Regions from separate parts of the Triticum aestivum genome. Here region 1 is linked to region 2. A link is a contact called in public Hi-C data. All regions are on one chromosome and are shown on one strand. The core of a region is the stretch at or near the end of the contact, and the rest is flanking DNA. Distances in the headings are between cores, read along the strand shown. Region 1 holds the start of LOC123085861 (zinc finger protein CONSTANS-LIKE 13). Region 2 holds the start of LOC123085859 (bidirectional sugar transporter SWEET16).

Region 1 (5,165 bases), core at 492-2,991, 160 kb before region 2:
TGTGTGAAAGAAAATAAAAACCACTGGAGATTTTATATTGGTTTTCCCTTCGTCCGGGTTTATTAGGCCTAAAGACACTTTCTCTTATACCAAGACACATAGTAATTTGCTCATATTAATTCTTTCATTTCACTCTCAATGCACTCTCTCACGTGCATGCAGCCAATGAAAAAGCACGCTTGAAGTGTATTAATTTTCCAGCCATGGCACTAACAACAATGACTTTCAATGTAATCAATAAAATGGTTGCATGCATGCACCTTTTCAAAACGGGGCCTTATAAAAGGGGACATGCTTGTAATACAGAGAGGCCTAATAAACCCGGACGGAGGGAGTATCTTTTAGAACCCTTAGCTGTTATACCAGAGAATTAGACACAACACTGAAGAATATATGCATCATCAACATAGCTATGACTTAATAGAAAAGCTTGCTGATAATATCTTCGCCACATATGGTGCAGAATATCTCTACTCTTCTAATCTCTGCCGTTTGAGTAGATATGTCGCAAGTTGTCTAAATACAAGTTCAGTCAACACTCAACACCTGAGCCAAAATTCTTCTTGGTTGATGAGTAATTGCAGTGGGAGAAAAAAATGATCATCGTTAGATTCACAGTAGTACATCCGTCCAGCATGGGGAAATTAGTCAGATAGACTGCAGTACCTCATAACCAGGGGTTGGCATGGTTGCAACCTCATGGCTGTTATCTGTGCCGAAATCGCCATTTCCAGTGGTGTGCTGTGACTCTGTCCAGGAAGGCAACTGATGAGCAGCTTGCTCTGCCTCCTCACGAGGTGTTATCTGACCGCCGCCCATGTCCACCTCCGCGAGCTCACGTAACTGCCGTATGACCTCATCGTTCGTCTTTCCTTCGGGTGAGTTCTGGATCTTTTGCAGATGAGTTAGAGCTAGGTGTGAGAATTCAGAGCAAGAGCAGAAAACTGGGGAATTTTGGCAGAGAGCGAGCAGGTACCTTGGGCGAGGACGGCGTGACGAGGGGCTGGAAGCTATGGCAAGAAGTGGTGGGCACGATGAGATCCTCCAGGCTGAACACCTGGGGCTCCTCCCAGATGGCCCACCAACCGTCGTCGGCTTTGCCGGCCGAGGGCTTGTCCAAGTCGGGGACCCCGAGAAGAGCAGCGAGGTCGTGCGCCGAGGGTCGTCCCGTGTACCCCTGGACTGTACAGCGGTCGTGCAGCGGCAGCTCGCCGTCCCTGCTCCTCCCGAAGTCGCAGTTGGAGCAGAGGAATTCGGGGCCGCCGTGGCGGAAGACGGCCCCGGTGGCGCGGCATGCGGCGCAGAGCGGAGCGCGCAGGTGGCGGGAGCAGACCGCGTTGGCGGCGTGCACGTGGCGGTCGCACGGCAGGCAGAGCCTGGCGCTGTCGGCCCGGCAGTACACCACCGACTGTGGGCCGCTGCAGTAGTCGCAGGCTACCGCGTCGGCAGAGAGCTCCTTCTCCATGGCCGGCAGCTCTGGATCCTGGCGCTCGTCTTGACCCATGTCCATGTGATGGACTACCGGTGGAAAAGATGGACTGGTGGAAAAGAGCTTGGTAGGCGCTGCTCCCTACAAGGAGAAGGAGAAGGAGAAGAAGAAGAGAATGAGGAGGTGGAAGAGATAATGCGTGCATATACGGCTTGCTTGCTTGCTTGCGGAAAAAGAAGAAGAAGAAGGTGGGAGAAGAAGCACGAGAGGCGGAGTAAACCGCGAAAGGGATGGTTCGAAAGCGAGGAGGCTGCCTCTGCCTCGTCACTCACTCGCGTAGCTCGGTCCGATATTTCTGTCATGCCTGGATGACTGTGTGCTGTGAGGCCGGCGACGTGACGGGCTCCGCCGTGCGTGAGGCTGGCCGCGGGCCAGGTGTTGGAGCGGCAGTCTCGTCGCGTCGACGAGCCCGGGCACGGACAAAGGCGGCTTCTCCATGGTTCGATCGACTGCGGGAGTGGGGGTGGGAAAGGAAAGGAAAGGGTTGTCTCACGAGATCTTGCAGGTCGAGCCGACAGGAGATGCGGCCGTTGGCGGAAAGGGACCGCTTGGACGGGTCTCGAGCGGAGCATGACGCAACGGCTGAGGTAATGCCAAAGAGTATGGCATCGCTAGCCTAGCCTTGGCCTTGTGAAAGTGACTATCTGTTGTATCTCGCCTGCCCACCTCGCCCCCGCCGTCGGCCACTGCGGCCCTGGCGTCCACGCCTCCCGCCGGCGGCCACTGCGGCCCCGGCGTCCACGCGCCCTTGCAGGCGGCATTGAGGGCCTCGGATCTTCGCCTCTCGTCCTCCTTCCCCCCCTCTCTTCTCTGAGGCCTCGTCCATGGCGTCTGACGGATCGCGAAGCCCTTCCTCGGTCGCGTCGGCCTTCCCGCGCGACAGGCCGGTGGTGTCCGGTCTCGGCCTCTCTGGCTCGCCGGGGTCGGCAGGCTCCTCCCCTGTAGGCGCTGCGGTGGTTGGTCCGGGAGCCCCGGCTGCCCCGGCTCAGGAGGCTGGGTGGCACAAGCCTGGGCCTTCCCGTAAGGCGATGTGGCGTCGCCGGCGTGCGCTGCGGCGCCAGCAGGAGGCTGGCGTGCAGGATGGTCGGGCCTCCCCCATCTCGTCTGAGAGGCGTCAAATCCCGCCGGACCTCTGGGGTCTCTGTTTCAGATGTTTCGAGGATGGTCACCGACAGCAGGATTGCACGAGCGACCCCATGTGCATTCCTTGTGGGCTTTCTGGTCATGTTTCCTCCCAGTGCAAGAGGCCGCGCAGCCCCATCTCGGCAGACGAGCTTCATCGCGTGGTGATTCCCAAGGTCGCCAGGATAGGGTCGCTGCTGGCGTTGCTGCCCGGGGTGGGGGGTTTGCTGATGGAGCCTAGGCAGGACGCACCGCGGGTGCCGCCCTCGCCGGTTGCGCCCAGCTTCCCTCCCATCGTGCCCGCCTACGCGCCCGCTGCCCCGGCGGCGGAGGTATGCATCTTGCCGCGCTCGGAGGGGATGGATGATCTCGAGCGCATGCTGCAGTTGGTCGTGGTTGCATATGTTGGGGGACCAAGGCCGCTGGTCTCCTGTGTGGATGCGGCCATTGCCATCTCGGAGCGGCTCAACATTCCGCGTCATCGTTTCTCGGTTCACAAGTATCACCCGGAGGACTTCCTCATCGTGTTCGCTTCACACGAGCTCCGGAACAGGGCGCTGGCGGTTCTGTCGGTGGAGTTTCAGGGCTTCAAGCTTTTCATCGGGCCATGGCGCATGCCAAGTCTAGATTGATGCGTGTTTAGGTCGACCTGATGATTGAGGGTGTCCCTTCCCATGCTCCGACGAAAATCACCACGCTGATGGTGCTTAGATTCCAGGGATCGCATGGTCTTCGTTGACGGGAGGAGGGACACAGCACCCGCGCCAGGCGGCATGCCTCGCCGTGCCGCATGGTGGCCGAGGTGTGGCCGCCCCATGCTCTGTCGGCGCCAACTCATCATCTTCATTGACAGGAGGCATCTCTGGCGCCCTCATCCATCACCATCGCTCCCTTCCCTATGAGAGGGACGGATCATGTCGGTGTACAAAAGTAGGGGCTCTCATTTTTACCCCTCTATTTGTGCACGGGCAATCAGAGCCGTACCTGTGGCCACACTTAGCAAGGCAAAGGGGGGAAGCATAAGCACAAGAATACCAGAGTAGCGCTCCAGCCAGGGGCGCAGAAGACGGAGCAGCAAAATGGGTTTTTCCCCAGCAAGATCCTTGCCGGGGCGGCCTACGCAGCGCAAGCAAGAGCCTTGCCGGGGCAGCTCACCCAACGCCAACATCGCGACCAACCTTGGGACTAAGAGTACCGACACCATCGACAGCATTGGAACCAAGGCTGGGGAAGCACCTGCATAGTTGTCATGCAAATCTTTGTGGAAACCAGAAGCCCACAAGACTAGACGATGACCAGAAGACAAGACAATCGCAAGCCCCCTTGCCGAGGATGCCCCTGAGGCCCCGACAAGGCTCCTTGCTGAAAATATACACGGGACCACGACAAGACCTTGCTGCCCCATCACCGCCCCAGCTCAGCGGCCAACCCACCAACTGAGGCTAGTACCCACGTGACAGTACGTGGATGCTAATCCAGCTAGTCAAGCACCTGCGTGGTGGCATGCAGATCTTCATGAAGACCCTACCACCACCCCATCTCAGCAGCTTGCCAGCTTACGTGGCGTTGCATGCCTCGTTGGCCTGGATGCGTGTCGGAGCAAGGCGGAGCAACGACGAACGGGCCGGGCCTCGTTGCCGTCCCCAATAAAGCAATGGGACACCTAAGGAGCGCATTTAATGTGCCTCGTCCCGTAATGACAGGCGATAAGCTTGAACACTGTATACCTTTCCACCTTCTATGTGCCACTGTGGCGACCCCTTTTGATTATAAAAGGAGGCTCGAGGCGTACTGGAGAAGGATTCAGATCTTTTGGACTACGCACGCACCGCAGCTAGTTCAACAGCCCAAGAACACTCAAATATACACCAAAGCAGGATTAGGGTATTACGCATCCTTGCGGCCCGAACCTGGGCAAACGATCTTTGTGCTGGCTGCCAGACCCGCTCTTTGCACAACCCCGCGCCCGCCAACCGTAGAAGGGATCGCAGTGGTTCCATAGGTGTCGTTTCCACCGACATCTTTGGCGCGCCAGGTAGGGGGGCGCAGTTGTGGAAATCTGGTCTGGTTGGAGCAGCGGCTTTGTCGTGGTCGTCACTCCAAGGAAGAAGACGACCAAACGGGCGGCGTCGTCTGCAGATGCGTTGAACGCCCGCGCAACGACATAAAAGCTAAGTCATGCAAAGTTTTGAGCAATTCCTTTTTATATATAAGGTTATCGTCCTCGAAGATCTTGCCCCGTGTATGGAAAACCTGCACGCAATGGGGCCCTTCCACTATTGGCAACGGCCTTGCTCTATTTCGAGTCCGCTCAACAGTTCGAGCGGCTGCTCAAGAACGGGAAGGTGGCCTTCTGCAATTGGCAACGCTCTCGTTCTGTCTCGAGTCCGCTCGACAGTTCGAGCAGCCGCGTTAAGAGCGGTAAGGTGGTTTGCCTGGCAGCAAGCACACCCGGCAGGCTATTGGGGATCCGTCCTCAAGGCGCCGCGGCCTAGGGTTTACACGCCGGCAAGCCTACCCAATTAACGTAGGGTGGACACACAAAGGGAGATCA
Region 2 (4,459 bases), core at 898-3,397:
AAGATGGGCTAGGCCCCGATGGCGGCTAGGGTTGGAGAGCTACTCGAGTCGCCTGAGCGGGGGGCGACGCAGGGCCTGATCCGTTTGTGACGCGGGTGATCATGTCATGTCACGTCGTTACATACAAATACGGATAGACTGTGTGTCGTGACTCACGCCGCACATGACGAGACTTAATTCGAAATTACTGCAAGTCCAGGAATCAAAATCTAGATATGCATTTTGATGGGGAATGAAATTCTAGAAAGAAGGCATGGACATCATGTGTGAATGAAAATCTAGAATGATGGCGGTTATCAAACTGACGCCTCCAAATATCCGCAAATACTAGTACGTTTGAACGTGTATGGGTACCACGCCATCCAACCATGTTTCGTAAATACCCATCCATTTCAAACAGTTTAAACATAAATTAAGAATAAAATTAAACTAGTTTAATATTCAGTTTTGCTAAAGCACATCTAGATGTGCCATAAATATTGCACATTTAAATCCTATGTCATTGATCTTACGTTGAGATTCGTGTGGATTTTTTTTCTTTTTTTCTTTTATGCTTGATTCACTCATTTAGATGTGCAATAACTATAGCACATCTAGATATGCCCTACACACATCATTTAATATTACGTCCAAATAGGTGAGAAGTTGTGCTCAAGCGAAGCTTTCGCTTTTATAATATTGCTTCTGCTATAAATCCAAGAAAACGACATCAGACCAACACCTACTGCTTAATGACAGATTTGGGAGAGTTACACCTACTGCTATAAAATCGAAGAAAACACTGACATTTTGCAAAAGGTACACAGTTTCAAACTGCGATTCAGATTTGGGAGAGTGTGGTTTTAGGTGACAGAGACTTCCAAAATTTCAGACATTTGAGAATTGAAAAATATGATGGGAAATGACTTTGCCCTAGTTAAAGTTACTTCTGCTTGTCCCCGCAAAAAAATAAAATTAACTTCTGCTTGAAAGGAACGCTGCCGTGAGGGAGACAGTTCCGAAAAGAAAAGAAAAGACCAAGATTTTGGTGGTGGTAGAACTGAAGAGATGATCGAGCTTGTTACTAACCATTGCGACCATGGGCGCAGCATACATTGCGATGGTGAGAGCGGAGCAGAGAACCCCCACCGCGAACAGCCGGACGGCGCCGTGCAGCGCCACCAGCCCCACCACGACGACCGCGGCAAAGAAGCAGATGTTCACTCCCACCACCACCTTCGCCATCTTCACCTGCAAATTAGTTATCCACAGTTCAGATCCGCCCGGGTTCCATCTGGCCATGTTGAGAAGGTCACAGCAGCGCTGCTAGCTGAAAACGGGTTTGTGAAGGGCGCAGAGGGATGGACGCACCTTGGTGTCCCTGGGGGCATAGGCCAGGTAGAGGGCGACGTAGGTGGCCTGCAGAGCGGCGCCGGCGGCGTTGACGGTGATGATGAGGAGGCCGCCGGGCTTGAGGAGGCCATAGAAGGCCCAGAGGGAGGTGCAGAGGAGGGTGGTGACGTAGGGCAGCCACCGGAACTCCTCCGTGCTCTTGTTCCGCACGACCCTCCGGAAAGTCGCACTGAATCATGCAAGCAAAACACATACAGCATCAGCATCAGCTTCTGGATCGCGCAAGAATTGGTAAACCGCGAGCGCTTATACATATAGTCGGAATTGCTGGCTGAACTCACATTGGAGATGTGAAGACGAGTATGGAGATTATGTTCCCTGTTGCGGAAAAGAAAGAGAGTGATGCTGAGAGCAGTGGGCATTTAAGCAAGAGGATGTATGCATGAAGAAGCTTGGATCGGCCATTGAATTTAAGCAGGAGAAAGAGAACTGACCAACGATTCCGACGAAGAAGCTTGGATCGGCCATTGGTGTAAGAGCCGGGAGGTACAAATTGATGGCAAGCTAGCTACGTCTCTCACATAGACATAGATGACCATATATATATATAGATAGATAGAGCACTGGTGGACAGCCTCAAGTGTTTGGTTGTACTACTAGGATCTTGTCCCATAAGCACGCATTCCTCAGATTTCACAGTGCCGGATCTGCAGAGGGGCCACACATAGACTGACATAGGCCGGCCGGCCGGTCGGTAGACAGACGTGGCGTGCTACGGAGCGGTGAAATCCATCCGGGGCACTTTCTTGACCTCAAGATTTCTCCTATTAGTTTCCTGGCCACAAGGCCTGGCTTTTTGTTCTCTCTCTCTCAAAAAAAAGGCCTGGCTTTTTGTTGGCCGTAGGTAAGCAGCCGGTAGTGCAGATAACCATTTCCGACGTAGCTGGTTCGTTAATTGAGCGCTGTGGATATCCGATTCCGCCTTGTCGGCCGCAAGAAGTGGACTGGATCACTACCAAGGTGCCATCAGCCTTTGCACGCTCGGGCTCTCACTTGCTAGTAGGAGCTTTAGCTAGTGAGGGTTGGCTTGGCAGGATCCAGAATTCCAGACGCCACTCAAAGACTAGAGGCCGAAAGGCGAGGGAATGTGACGTCGACCATGGGAAGGGACACAGATCGGAGGTCGACCACACGTTCTAGAGAGTGGACACGTTGCGGCCATGGAGGCGTAAGTGGGAGCAAGTACCGTACGCGCGATGGCTACACGCCGGCCGATAAAGAATCTTAGATATTCCGGCGTGGCCATCACCGAGTCCCTGTCCGGTGTGGCCATCTCATCTCGTTCGTAGATGGAAGTACTAGATCGAGAGGAGAGAAAGACGAGAGGTGACGGCGTCGTCGTCGTCGTCGTCGTCGGTTGGTGAAGTAAGTAAAGCAGTAGAAACGTATCGCCTGGGACGGACTGGACTGTTAGCGGAGCAGATCGGAGAGCAGCTAGTTAGATGTAACAGTTGGCCGAGGAATTCGTTTGCTTTTGTCTTTGTGGGGTACACGCCCGGAATGAGATGCTACACGCACTGGGAGGCCTATGCTTTGCTTTGGGACCAAAGCATGCAACTTGCATCAAGCATCGGATGTTGTTATGAACACGGCCTGGTCGACATGACCGGTTAATGTAATGGGAGCAAGGACACGTGTCTCACCCAGTCATCAAACGTTACTCCTTCCTCATCCTGTCGTTGAAATTGAAACGGAGGACGCTTCCCATTTTCTGATATTAACCGATCAAAGGAGCAGTATAGTACAGTAGTAACACCAAAGTCAGGTGAGCTTAACTGCATGGACGCTCCGTTTCAAACGAATAACATGGATTATGTGTGTCTGTCGACATGGTGTCGCTTTACCGGGGCAGTCAGGTGATCTGGGCCTTCACAAAACGAATTGACGTGGAAGTGGGCGGGCATGCGTGTTATGGAAGAAAATCATATGCGACCCGGTCGTACGCTCCGCACAGAACGACCCATTTCATCGAGCACCACGTGGATCCCTGAATCTCAAAGCAACCACTCCCATCTTCATTCCTGTCTTCTTTCCCAATGGGCCATCTTCCTATGCTGCAGCGCCACGATACCGCATACACTAGTCGTTGCCGGTGTCAGCCGGAGGCTCCGGGAAGCTCGCCGGCGACCTTGGGGAATTGGTGCTCACCTGTTTCGTGCTGCCTTCTTGCACCTCCCTAACTCAATTTTCTAGGGGTATTCTTGCCCCCGCCATCTATTTTTTTCTCCGGCCCACTGCTGCCCATATCCAAGCCCCGTAGCCCATATCCAAGCCCCGTATAACCCGTATGACCCATACGTATGTATACGGTGACATCCCGAAAAAAAAAGGATGACACGACCCCACGACCAGGTAGGACATGCCGACGGCCGATCCATCAATCACGCAGCTCAATCAATCACGCAGCTCCATCATTCACGCAGCTCCATCATTCACGCAGCTCCTCCATCATTCTGGTGAGGTTCTTTAGAATATCGGCGGCGGCGATCTTATCGCCGACGATCTCGTCCGAGAGCGCGCGCGGCACCGTCGTCAACCTCCAGCGCTCGCAGGTACCGCATCTCGTTTCCCCACGTTTGTCTCGCTCGCGGCAACATCAAACGAACTGCCGCTGTTTTTGTCGTAGTGGTTAACCTAGCGGGGCGGGTAACCTAGCTTTCTGGCGGTCCAGGCCATCGCAAATCTTGTTTTGGTAGTGCTGCTCGTCGTGATATACACAGTGATCACGCGGGCTAAAGTGGGTTTCTTCTTTCTAGGGTTAACCTAGTGTCGGTTGCTGTTCGTTGTGTGCACGACGGCTCTGTTATTTGATGCGGCGGCTTAACTAGGTATCCGACGATCCAAAGTAATCACGACTGGTGTCGTGGGCTAGGAATCCGGCGGCGCATGTTATCACGGGTAGCGCAGCTTCTCGCGATCCAAAGTGATCACGTACTGGATTTGTGGGACGTACCTTAACGCCGCTCGGTGTGGACAGGGGAAGGATCCATGGGCGATCAGAGGTTGTTGGCGTCGGTTGTGTGCATGATCTGAACGCCCTCGGTTGGGGCGCTCTCCGGTTGGGGTA

The links. Hi-C and Micro-C count contacts between places; a contact is called where the count stands out from the background.
Region 1: a Hi-C map of leaf shows a contact between it and region 2, with 4 times the contacts expected there. The contact joins the promoter of LOC123085861 here to the promoter of LOC123085859 in region 2. A contact is called at or near these places in 3 of 5 Hi-C or Micro-C datasets (leaf and root).

The regions. Positions count from the first base shown.
Region 1 is chr4A:215,782,551-215,787,715 of IWGSC CS RefSeq v2.1, reverse strand. It overlaps LOC123085861 (zinc finger protein CONSTANS-LIKE 13), which reads right to left and starts at 1,741. Exons shown (of 4, transcript XM_044507574.1): 1 at 977-1,741; 2 at 667-885. The coding sequence starts at 1,510.
Region 2 is chr4A:215,624,342-215,628,800 of IWGSC CS RefSeq v2.1, reverse strand. It overlaps LOC123085859 (bidirectional sugar transporter SWEET16), which reads right to left and starts at 2,147. Exons shown (of 6, transcript XM_044507572.1): 1 at 1,827-2,147; 2 at 1,674-1,710; 3 at 1,351-1,561; 4 at 1,069-1,230. The coding sequence starts at 1,860.